Linked DNA regions of Rattus norvegicus: region 1 is linked to region 2. A link is a contact called in public Hi-C data. All regions are on one chromosome and are shown on one strand. Each heading gives the region's core, a stretch centred on a gene start, on an enhancer-like site or on the middle of the called end of the contact. The rest is flanking DNA. Distances are from core to core; before and after follow the strand shown. Region 1 holds the start of F3 (coagulation factor III, tissue factor). Region 2 has its middle 88 kb from the start of Slc44a3.

Evidence for each region. Hi-C and Micro-C count contacts between places; a contact is called where the count stands out from the background.
Region 1: a contact with region 2 is called in a Hi-C map of the A7r5 cell line, with 2.7 times the contacts expected there. The contact joins the promoter of F3 here to the enhancer-like site in region 2. A contact is called at or near these places in 3 of 12 Hi-C or Micro-C datasets (the A7r5 cell line, liver and mammary epithelial cells) and 1 of 1 datasets of contacts at active chromatin or transcription factors (oligodendrocytes).

What each region holds. Positions count from the first base shown.
Region 1 is chr2:212,508,788-212,515,100 of GRCr8, reverse strand. It overlaps F3 (coagulation factor III, tissue factor), which reads right to left and starts at 3,329. Exons shown (of 6, transcript NM_013057.2): 1 at 3,146-3,329; 2 at 1,956-2,064. The coding sequence starts at 3,233. LOC102555482 (a long non-coding RNA gene) reads left to right here and starts at 4,212. Exons shown (of 7, transcript XR_005501253.2): 1 at 4,212-4,348; 2 at 4,815-4,931; 3 at 5,853-5,965.
Region 2 is chr2:212,397,060-212,403,580 of GRCr8, reverse strand. No RefSeq gene overlaps it. Among named protein-coding and RNA genes, the nearest start is that of Slc44a3, 88 kb to the right of the region's middle. Within about 2 kb of position 1,635, at least 6 of the 93 cell types and tissues checked have an H3K27ac peak or open chromatin away from gene starts, as enhancers often do. A contact at or near this core is called in the A7r5 cell line, where this site is marked.

The sequences.
Region 1 (6,313 bases), core at 2,080-4,579, 110 kb before region 2:
GCCACACCCATCTCAGTGATCAGCACCTTAAAAACTCTAAAACTTAGAGCCCATAAAGGCTTCCATTTTAAGACTCATGACAGCCCAAGATATATTCCCAATGTTGTTCCAATTAATGATCAAGATATTAGAAAGTAACCGTTTCTCTGAAAATCTAATCTTCACATCTAGAAGGAAAGGATCTCCCAAGGTAAATGTCAGGTCTGTATAAGAGAAGTTAATCACTTTAATAACGCTCCACTGTTAGAATATGAAGTGCTGAGGTTTGGACCTGTTTTAAGTCAGGGTCTCACTCTATAGCCTTGAACAAACATGCAGCCTTGAGCGCCTAATCCTCTTGCATCACATAAGCAAGCTGTGCCGGGATTACAGGAACCATCTAAACTGGGAGGAGAGGGGACATGGATTGTGGATGGGACCCAAGGCTTTGTACACGACAGACAAGAACTCTGTCACTGAACTGCATCTCCAGCCTTTGAACTGGTAAGTTTGACTGTGATGGTAATTACAGATTATGAAATTCATCTCCATATAGCTATGCATAGTTATACATGAATATATATGTGTGTGTGTGTGCTCTCTCTCTCTCTCTCTCTCTCTCTCTCTCTTTCTCCTCCTTTGGTTTGGCAATAGTTATGATGGAGTTCATTTTGAAAAGCAAGAAAGTAATTTAAGGGCTGGAGAGATGGCTCAGCGGTTAAGAGCACCCGACTACTCTTCCAGAGGTCCTGAGTTCAATTCCCAGCAACCACATGGTGGCTCACAACCATCTGTAAAGAGATCTGATGCCCTCTTCTGGTGTGTCTGAAGACAGCTACAGTGTACTTATATATAATAAATGAATAAAATCTTAAAAAAAAAAAGAAAGTCATTTAAAAGACCCACACCTGTGAGATGCATCCTAGTACTTAATAAGACTCAACCCAAGCTAAAACGGAAAAACAAAGTGTTAAACCATGCTTGCCTTTTGCCAACAATACTCTCCTGTCCTTCCCAGCTTCACTACTAAAATAATTTCCACACCAGGCAGCTTTCTCACATTCCTCATCCATCTCCTAGAATCTATCAGAAACCAAAAGCTTGCCAATCATATGTGAAAATCATCAAGGAAGACATCCAGGCACACCCTGGCCACTTAGATCAAAAGAGTTGAATTACTTGTTCCCGAGAGCTGTCAATCAGTGAACATGTCTGAAGGAGTCAAACTGCCCCAGACAGCTAAGGATGCAGACAAATCCTTCAGTGTTTTCTAAGCAGCTCAGTGACTCAGGAATTTGGCTTCCACCGAGATCGTGTGCACAACTAAATTTTAATTCACAGAGGCCATAGATTAATGAATCAGGTACTGCTTCAGGGCAGTGTAGACACTGGAATTCCTCCCACCTCCCTCTGACATGCCAGCAGTTGCTCAGTCTAGACAGCTAGTAACCAGAAAAGGGCATCGGTGCTCGGAAGAGACAGGCTGCTGTTGATCCCAAAGCACGCAATACACTTACTTATATGCAATTAATAACTTTCCTATAATTACCCTCAAGTAACTAGACATTACCTTATGTATGTATGTATGTATGTATGTATATATATATATATATATATATATATATATATATATATATATGTAGATACAGGGTCCTCTGTATTGCAGGATGGCCTGGAACTCCCTATCTACAGCTAAGAGTGACTGAATTTCAAATTCTACTTCCTCCGGAGAGACACAGTGGCCACTGAAACAATTCTTTGCTAGGTTGAGGACCAAGGATTTGGGTGTGCTTGGTAAGCACTCAAGGGACAGAGGGCACCTCACAACCCCACACACCCGTTCCTGTCGCATCAGTTTAAAGTATGGAAATGTTTCATCCGATGGAACATGGCAGTAGCCAGCAAATTACCATGAACACCCATTTGGTAAACAGCCTCATCCAACCACCTCTATTGGTGCACAAGACCTGGCTTACCTTATCTGAACAGTGTAGGTATAGTTGGTGGGTTTCGGTTGCCACTCCAAGATTGTCTTGAAATCAGTTGATATCCAAGTTAAATTAAACGCTTTCCCTGGAGGAGTGCCTGCAAATAAACACAAAAGATCTCTAACTGCATGCACTTCAGTGTTCTCCACCTCGGGCTAATGTCTAAAACACTTTCCCAGCCTCCGCCATCAAAGGGCACACATTTTTTTTGTTTGTTTGTTTCCGCTTTGTTTTCAGTCACAAAAGCTTTGCTCACTTGTAAAGAACAGAGGGTGACCCATATAGCCCTCCAGGCAACATCCACAGGCAATCCGTGGAAACAGCTGAAGATCCAGAGGTCCTTCTTTAAATGTTCATGGGAAAGCCCACTTTAAAACCGCACGGAAGGAGAATCCAAGGTGCCAGAGAGTCCCAGAATCTTCTGAAGCAGTCCGGCAGGAAGGGTTTGAGTAAGTTCGTTTGAAACAGGGCTCATCCGCCACACATGCACACGCACACGTGCACACAAACACACAGTCAGGAATGTGCATAAACGAAAAAGTCTAACCTGACCTTTCCCATTGTAATCTAAAATATCTTTACACCGAAATTCTCAGGGAGAGCAAGGCAGATGTGCGGCCCACGTGGCACCTGTCGCATGGTGGGATGCTATGCCATTAAAATACTGTCCAACGTCTCTTTTTGCAAGTCCCTGGGTTTCAGCCTCTGCCTCACCCCAACACTGGGTAGATGTGGGTATGCACTCTGTCTTGCCTGAGTTTACAACAGCGTTGCTTCTTAAACCAAAGGCCACAAGAGCGCACACCTTAACATCAAACCACGCGAAGCACGCCGACTTTGGCAAAGGCGGGCCCTGGAGCCCGCCACCTTCAAGGGCCCAATTTCCTAGGAAGCTCTTCCTTCAGAGTTAAAGCTGGAACCCCAGTTAATCCTATGTAACCACGGTGGATGCACAAAGCAGGCATCTTCAGCGGCGACAACAGCCGGGAGTCCGGGTACCAACTACCTTCCCTCCCTGAGTTCATTGAAACGCTCAAGGCTAGCGCAGCCGAATCCACAGGTACGGCGGGACACCTTGGCGTCCTCAAGGAACCAGAGCAGCCTCCCAGCCAGCCAGACCCATTCTTTGTCTCCCGCGGGCGGTGCACCCCGGGCTTCTCAGGATCAATGCCACTCACCTGCACCAGCGGCCACCTGAAGGAGAAGGAAGCCGAGAAAGGTGGGCGCGAGGGCCGCTAGGAGGCGCGGGCGCATGGGGATAGCCATGTCCAAGGGCTGCTGGCGAGGTCGCGGGGCTTCAGCAGAGGCGCGGAGGCTACGCTACACGAGCGATCAGACGGAGCGAGTGATGGGTACCGGTTGTACCCAGGCTGCCGGGGTCCGCGCGGGGCGCGTTATAAAGGGCCGCGCGGACACCGGCTCCTCTCCACCCCGCGCCGCCTCCGCCGAGGCTCGCGACTCCCCGCCCCCCGGGGCCCCGGTCACTCGCTTTCGCGGTGGGCGGCTCCCGGTCAGTCCACACCCCTGCTCCGCCCACTCCCCTCCCGTAGGAAACTCCGAGACCCCGAAAGGGGTGACTCAACCGTGATTCAACACCACCGCCGAGCACCCCTTCGGCGCAGGCGGATCCAGGTACTGCGGAGACCCAGGCTCCCGGGCTGTTCCCTGGGTGACCACCCTAGGTGGTTTGCTGGGGAGAAAGGAGTTGCGCTGTTGGAGGGACCTAAGTTGAAAGTCAAGGGAGCCTTACTTTCACTCTGCTTTCGATATACGCTGAGCCCTCAGCAGAGGATGTATCAAAACTCCTGGACTATCCCTGGTAGCCAAGGGCAGTTCCAAAGCCCAGCCTGAGCACCCGGTGGTTAGCAGAACATTCAGTCCCTTGGTACGCTGTACAGGGCGGTGCAATAAATGCACGTGTCTGCCATGGACAAGGCCCCTGGATTAGGTCTAAAGGCCACTGGGCTCCCCGACTCCCATTCCTGAAGTGATTGAGGAACTGCAGCTTGAAGCCTGGGAGAATTTGACCAAGACTTCAGTAGCCACGGGTTCCAGGAAGGCTGGTTCTTACGTTGAAGAGGACAGCAGTGGGTTGTAATGAATTCCTCCAAAGCACAGAGAAAGAAAAAAATGAAACTGAAAAAAAAAAACATTCGGACTTCCCAATTTGTTTATTTTTTTCCTTCCTAGACCCTGGGAATGAAACCTACCCATTTCAAGGACACCTCTGTCACTGAGCCTAGTGGCAGCCAGGTGTCACCTGCAAGCTTTGGATTTTCTTCATCTATTTCCTGGCTTCCCCTTCTAGGCTTTATTGGGAAGTTGGACCTGAGAATATCACTTATCCTACCGCTAGCACTTACTCAACATGGCGTCAGAAGGTTTCTTACCATTCCTGGTTGACTGTCCTGCTTATTCCTTCTTTTATGCCGGTGGTCCTCAACCTCGCTAATACTGGGACCCGCATACAGTGCCTCATGCTGTAGCGACCCCCAACCATAAACAATATTTCCATTGCTACTTCCTAATTGTAATTTTGCTACTGTTATGAATTGTAATGTAAATATCTGTCTTCCCATGCTTTATATACTTTCTTTCGTTCTTTCTTTCTTTTTTACTTTCCTTGAGTAAAGTCGATTAGGTCCACTTTGTAGGCTCTGAGAAGTGTAAAAAGTTACTAAGCTGTTGTCACACTCACAATGGCTTTTGGTTAGGCTTCCTGATGATGCCTGAGAATGGACAGGGCAGAACCTCTTAGCCTTTTACAATACCAGTCTTGAGGTCAGCTGGTCCCTGTGCTCACTGGCCTAATTATACAATGTAGCTCTATCTGTTCCTCTACTCCAGGGACTTTTCCCTCCTGACCTCACCTTCTCCTCCTCCCAATGGAGCAAAGGAAGATGGCATCAAGAAAACTGTTCAAGGAATGAGTTTTCCATCCACAGACAGAGGACACTGCAGCAGGTGTGGGAAACACTTGCAGTTTGGGGAAATTACTGTTCATAGGCAAGTGTCCTGTCGGCTATTCCTTAAAGCAGACATACACGAGGACACGTAAAGGGCTCGATTTTCCTTTTGCATAACTGGTGGTGTCATGTAGCTGATGAAGAGTCTGAAAATGACCAGGAAGTGATTTCGAGCCCTTCCTGTTCACATTTATAGAGCATGCTAACAGCGTTACCAATTCGATTTCATCAAGTAATTTACATAATTTCAATTGTGCCCTCACTCGTCAACTTCTCCATTTGAGCTTTTTGGGGGAGAGGGAGGATCCGGTCCCCCGCACCCCCTTAGCTCTTAGCACAGTTACCAGCCCCCAGTGGGTACTTGACATTTGAGTCAGTGAAGATCACCATGCAGCCTTGCTTGGTGCTGAAAGTTTTCATTACCATTCAAGAGATGAACTCTGTCACTGGAGTTTCTCTGTCTGGGAGCCAGGCATCGAGGGAATCTGATTGGTGAGAAAAATGCAAATCTATGGGATCCAAGAGCCTTGCTCCATAGCCAGCCCCAGCCAGCCCTAGCCAGCTCAAGGTGGCTGAGGGTCTTTCCAGTTTCTAGGACTTCTAACTGGAGAAGAGGTCGTTTCAGAGCGGAATGAAGAAGTTTGGGGGCTGCTTTCATTTTTCTAACAGCCTATAGTCGAGTGATTCAGAATCTGCTCAGTCATGGGATGCGACTGGTGTGACTGTTGGTAGCCAGGCTTAACAGGCTGTTTGGCATAAACTCCTCCAAACTTCTCTCTTCCCAGGAGAAGGGCAGGTTAAGATTTGTGGCAGAAGGTAAAACTGAAAGTAATTATTTTTAAAAGCCCGTTATACGCATGTGAGAGAGTAAAATAAGCAATTTAACTGTTCCCCCTCCCCAATTTTTTTTCTTTTTCAGGTAAAAGGCAAAATATGAGAAAAAGCCAGAGGAACCTCAGAGTTAGTGAGAACGAGGAGTTCTGAGTGGGGGAGAAAAAGTGACTCAGCAAAACCGAAGAAACATCTGGCAGGGTTAGTCATGGCGAAATTGGCCGTGGCCATGAAGAATTTTTGTGAAAATAATTATGTACTACCCAACAGTTTACGTTCTGTCCAAAATTAGGTGGTAACCTGTACAACGAAAATCTTTCCTCCTAACCATTCAAAATGCTTCTGCTTGCCAGTTTGGTCAGTAACTCAGTTAGTTATCAGGCAGCACCAAGATTCTGAAAAGCACGGTTTTATCTGCTTGCTCATTTGCTGTTTAGTTTGTGTCGAGACGGGTTCTCGCTCTACATCCCCGGCTCGCCTGAGACTAGTGTAGACTAGGCTGGCGTCCAGCTCACAGAGCTCTACCTGCCTTTACCTCCCGAGTGCTGG
Region 2 (6,521 bases), core at 386-2,885:
TTCCAAGGAGTAATTTGGTGTCAGATGCTTTTCCAAAACTGTTGCTGCTGATCTCTGTCTCTGCCTATTTTTTTTTCACAGCATGAAATCTAAAAGCATGAATATTTTAAGAGGTGGCCACCTAAATATATAACTTTATTTAGTTATAACTATAACTATAATGAGAGAGAGAGAGAGTTAGTAAGGAGAGGGAACAGCAATCCACAGTGCACATGTGTATGGAAATACCACAGAGAGGAACCACTGATTTGTATAACAATAAAAAAAAGCATAATAAAATAACTCCTTTCATGTGACATGGAAACATAGCAAACTCTAATGGATTCAGTTTACGACATGTTAGCTCAAGAGGCAGATGGGAGAACTAATGGGGAAAAGAACAAGTTCAGAAAGGGAGTGCGTGCTAAGGACAGAGTGTGGACAGAAGGACTTCATAAATAGCATCGTTAGAGAAGCCTCCCTCAGAAAGGAACACTTGAGCAGAGTTCCGGGGAAAGCAAGGGCCCTTGCCACACTGCTGTCTGGTGGGAGTGCTCTCCTCTCTGGGCACAATAAATAATTGAGTGTCTTTGAGCTAAGGTTGCCTGTGCATTACAGCAATGGTCCCATAATAGCTGGAAGGCAGTAGACAAGGGAAGGAAGGTGAGGCAGGGGAATGAACTCTTTGTCTAAGACTGATATGAATTGTGTTGATGTTAATGAGACTAGAGGTTCTGGGAGGCTCAATTAAGGTCAGGGGTCATGGGAGGGACCTGCTGGCTCAAGGACTAGAAAACGAAGCCTTGGCATTTGCTTTGGTCCTATCTTTAGAAGAGACCATAGAGGAGAGGGAAGGGCCAGACCTAGTGTGGTTAGATCACAGGGTTACAGACCTTTTGGGCATAAGGTGACTCATGTGACTTTTAGACAATAGGCCATTTCCAAAGCCTCTGCCTGGGTGAATCTTCTGAGACCACTCCCACCTTTCACGCATTCCAACCGACTCACCAATTGTCTGAGAAAACACTGAAAAAGCCACATTGTTCTCATCAGATAATCTTATCAGGTCTTTGGCAATTTTAGGCGAACTAGCAAAAGTCTCTTTTAAAACCAACCCACACGTTTTCCCAGAAATGAAGACTAATTTCCCCATATGCTTGGGAAGGACTAGGCAAGAGAAGAGAGGGAGGCTGCGTGGAAGGTTCAAGTCTAATGCTCTTTGTTTAAAGCTGCCCTTGGGTTGAGAGTTGGGTGAAACCTCAGAAGAGTGATAAGGACCCTTCTAGGCCACAAATCACTAAAAGGAAACATTATTAAACACTGGTTGATGGCCCTCTAGACTATCAGCCTCCCTAACATCCTGACACATTGCTATGTGGGAGCAGATCTCTGTGATAAATGTCTTGGGCAGGCTGGCATCGTGCTGTCTATGAAGTCAAGAGCCAGCCTGCCTCTCCATCTCTACTAATCAAAAGCCAGACAGCTTGGAAACACTCATCATCTCCGTCTATCTTGCTGGAACCAACTATTTAGAATATGAAAGAATAGAGAGAAAAATGAAATTCAGAAGCATGCCAGGAATCAAGCTGTTGAGTTTCTGAGTCAACGAGTGTCAGAAACAATGTCTGCCGACATATGTCCGACGGCTCAAGATGCTGAGCTGGGTGGTGACAGATTTTGTTGGAATTATTGGAATTTTTCAGGCCCTGTCATGTTGACCAACTTCACAAAGAGAGTCAGATAGAAAAGAATGTCAGAAGTGTGATTGCTCAAAACCCAATCCTCTGCTTTCTTCCTTGCCTGATCTGACTAGGCTTCCTATGCAAAGTCCGATGTCTTTAATGTCCAATAACCTGCTTTTAGACCCCTCCATGAATGTAAAATCAGAAGGGGAGAATGTGGTGAGAGGTTTGTGGAACAGCAACCCCATAGTTAGCACACAAAGAGACATGACCATAACTGTAATCCTAGGAACAGGGAATAGGGACCACTTTTCCTAACCTATCATCCTGTGAGCTGGCAGATAAAACCTGAGGAGCAGTAAAAGGATGGTCCAAGCTCACAGTCTTCTCAGAGGAACTCGCCGGTCCACGCTGGGTTCACGCAATGCTAAGCTTTTGTGTTCGCTTAACTGGTTGACCAGATATTTAGTCAAATATTATTCTGGGTATTTTTTAATGATGTTTTTGCATAAGATGAAATTTTAAGTGATGGAAATTTAAAGAGGTTATTATTCTCATCCAATCTGTTGAAGACCTAAATGGGAAAAAAAAGTCCCACCATGTCCTGGATAGGAAAAAACCAACTCATCCCAACTTAATTGAGATACACATGTACCCTACACACACACACACACACACACACACACACACACACACACACACACACCACACCACACACACACACTACATACACACATACACACATATATACACACATACCATACACTACATATATACATACATACACACACATGTACCCTACACATACACAGACACACCACATACTACATACATACATACACACACATATATACACACATATCATACACTACATACATACACACACATGTACCCTACACATACACAGACACACCACATACTACATACATACATACACACACATGCACCCTACATACATACACACACATACACACATACATACTACATACATACATACATACACACACATGCACCCTACATACACACACACTATATACTACACACATACATACACACTCATACACAGACACACAACACACTACACACATACTACGCACACACAAACACCATACACTTCACACATACATACATACATACACACACACCCAATATACTACACACATACCCACACACACCCCATATACTTCACACACACACACCATATACGTCACACACACACACACACACACACACACACACACACACACACTTTAGAAGAATAAATAATTGAAGGGATGGCCAAAACATTCCTATCTTCAAGTGAAACAGAAAACAGAAAGGTTAAGAAAAAAATTCACCATGGTCATTGGATAAAATCAGTGTATTAGTGAACTGGCTAGCCAGTGACTCCAAACCCTACTGAATGGAGGCTTCCAGAAAAGCAGTCTAGGTCTTGGAGCAAGAGGGTCATCTTCTCCAGAACCCACGAAAACAGCCTTCACGGGGATAGAATTTTGTCAGCTTTCCCAGAGGTCAGTGGCTCTTCACGGAAGCAGGTTTTCCATGATGGTTACAAGTAAACCGAAAAGGCACGTGGTTTCAGCTGTCATGGCTCAATTATTCTAAGCAGGTCCTGCCTGGTGACTCAGGGCCTCTCTGAGGCTTGTTATTTGGTGTTGGGGGTGTTTTTGTGCACTGTGTATTCAGATACTGATTTCTATGCCCAGACATCTGGTTGTAGTCCAGATGATGTCGTGGTCAAGCATATCTGGTCTCAGTTGCTCTCCATCACCTCTGATTGGTTAATAAAGAGCTGAGCAGCCAATCAGCTGGGCCAAAGAGAATAGGACAGGAATTCTGATCCCTGTCAGAAGGGTCCCAAAGAGACCAGGAAGAGGAGAAAAGAGGGAGGAAAGGTAGAGAGACCACGTGGATGGAGCAGTTGGATTCACCTTGAGGTCTCGATGAGGGAGTGGCCATGAGGACACACATGGACCAGAGTGAGCCGGGCAAGATCATATGGCAAGTGATGGGACATTTGGTTGGGATTAGCAGCCTAGTCGGGCTACAGTAGGTCCAGAACCTGCCCACCTTAGTGCTAGCAGCTTGTTAATAAAAATACCAGGCTTCTGTGTTATTTATTCAGGAGCTAAAGCTGATTAGAGCAGGCATAGAAACATCCTGCAGATATTTAGAAGCAAACAGGGCATAAGAATCTCCCCACCCCTCAAGAAATACTTCCACAGTCTGGTTTATAGATGCCATTTCCCTCCTCGAGCTTGTCTCTTCAAAAATGGCCGCAGATAACTTTCACCAATCAAAGGGGTTCATAAATGCCAACAAAAGATTGCAAAGCAATCTCAGATCTACCACCAAAGATGCAATTTCTCCCGAATTTTTAGTCTCCACAATGGCCAGCTTGCCATTTGAGAGGAAAAGCCCCATCCTATTGGAGGACAGGTCTCTGTGGGAGACTAAACACAAGGCCCAAGCGAAGCCACTGGAAGGGTATGAGCTCATCGAAGTTCCATAGGCCTGTGTTCATTGTCACAAAGTCCAAAAAGGAATGCTAACAGATCCAGGTTCTGTGTGACCCCAGATCTGAGGTTCGCGGGACAGCCAACTGTGACTCCTCACCACACAAGCACCACAGGAAGGGAAGCGTTCCTTTTGACTCCCAGGATGGCCAGGGAACATCGGGCTGAGAAGGGAAGAGATAGCAAAAGGTGCAAAGGTATCCGGTGCTGGAACTTCAGGTCCATGGAGGAGAGCGCCTGAAAGTGCTGAGGGAGAGGGAGGCACCGGAGGTTCCCAGAGCTCAGCTCGTGACTTGTAACTCAGGATTTCCTGGAGACCATGGGCAGTGCCAAGCTGACATGGGACAGACAGACAGTTTTAGGCTGGCCAGTGGGATTCAGATCCTAGTGACTGGTCCACGCACAGTGAAGAAGCTACACGTTGCCAGTGGTGGAACCCAGACTGTAATATGGCTCCATCTTCCAGTGCCAGGATTTGTATTTCTAATAAAACTCACCAGCTCCTGCTCACACTGCTAAAGCAGTGGTGTTGGCTTCCACTGTGACAGCAACTAAGGTGGATACAGCCCGGGGCCAGCTAATTTCATTCCCATTCTGTAGAAAGCAAATACAAATACTGCTCACGATTAAATGAACATATCACAGCCAAGCACTAAGCAAAGTGCGTTCTCCTGTTTTAGTTCCCTTGAACACATTCACTCCTTTTTTTTTTTTCTCGGAGCTGGGGACCGAACCCAGGGCCTTGCACTTCCTAGGCAAGTGCTCTACCACTGAGCTAAATCCCCAACCCGAACACATTCACTCTTAACAAATTCGTCAGTTAGCCATTGAATAGACTCTCACGTCTCGGTATATTTTAGCCAAGGATTGCTCGACACTTCATCATAAAAATAAACAACACGAGGTTAAAGGGAAACCAAGTCCAGCGATACCAAGGGAGTTCTCTTTGTGGGTCTCAGCTGTCCACACTCAGAGACTGCAGAGTAAGAAGGACTTTATCTGCGGGTCTCAGGCTGCCTGGGAGAGGTGGTTTCAATGGTTCGGAACTTCTGTTCTGAGGACAGGAAAACTGGGAGCTCCTCTGGACTGTGGAGTGTTGAGAGGGAGTGGCCACCAGACAGAATCCAAGCTAAAGAGAAGACTGTGTGAGCAGGATGGAAATGTCCAGGAGAGAAGAGCCCACAGGACTTCTTAAGACTCAGGGTACTTAGTAATTTGTCCAGTTGTTTTGGTCATTCTAGACGTCTCTTGCCAACGGGTGTGGGAGACCAAAGTTCACATTCCAGGCAAGCAGTTGTAGTCACTAGAGTCCTGCTTCCACAGCCGCCCTGGACTCTGAGAGTCTCATCAATGATGCTTTCACTACAATTTTCTCTTTACTTCCATACAAATTCATTGCTCTTGTGAACAGAGACAGAGGTCGTGGTCTCATTGTCCTTCTCTGTAACGACACATAAATCTGTGTTCTAGGAGCCCCCGGAGCACATAGCTTCTGAGTTCAGGGGCAAAGAAGGCAAAACCTGAGCTGGGTAGTGGCTCAGTTAGTAAATACTTAGCATTGCAAACATGAGGTTGCAGCCCCAAGTTTTATATAAAAGCCATTGTAGAGGTGCACAGCTGCAATCCCAGGACAGGCAGGGCAGAAACAGGAGGATCCCTGGTGCTTGCTGGCCAGCCAGCCTAACTACATGAGTGAGTTCCAGGTTCAGGGAGAGACCGTCTCCAAAACTAAGGTGAAAATCAGTTGAGGAAAACACATACCACCAATCTGACTTCTATATGCACATGCATGTGAGTACACATATAATACAACATATACTCATACCACACATGTATATGCATACCAATACAATATATATTCACACCACACCAAAAACACACACACAAACATGCACATACACACAAACACACGTGTGTATGTACACACACATACCAATACAACATATACCACAGTACAAACACACATAAAAACACGTGTGTACACATACCAATGCAACATATACTCATATCACACCACACAACATACACACATGTGTACACATACCAATACATTACCCAGACCCCACACACACATATGTGTACACAAATCAAAACAATACAATACAATACAATACTCTTACCACACCACATAGACCACACACACACATACCATAGTTCCCTAAATAAAATAAGAAATGAGTTTGATTGATAGAAGAGAGCCTCATCAAAGCTTAGATACTATCAGTCTACTGTTTTCTCAAACCCAGGGGGTCAGACCCTGTTTAAGGCTGCCTTGGAGGCTCAGACCACCTTGGCCAGTGGTGAGACAGCATTTGCTCATCTCCCTGGACGGGTCTGAGATGGT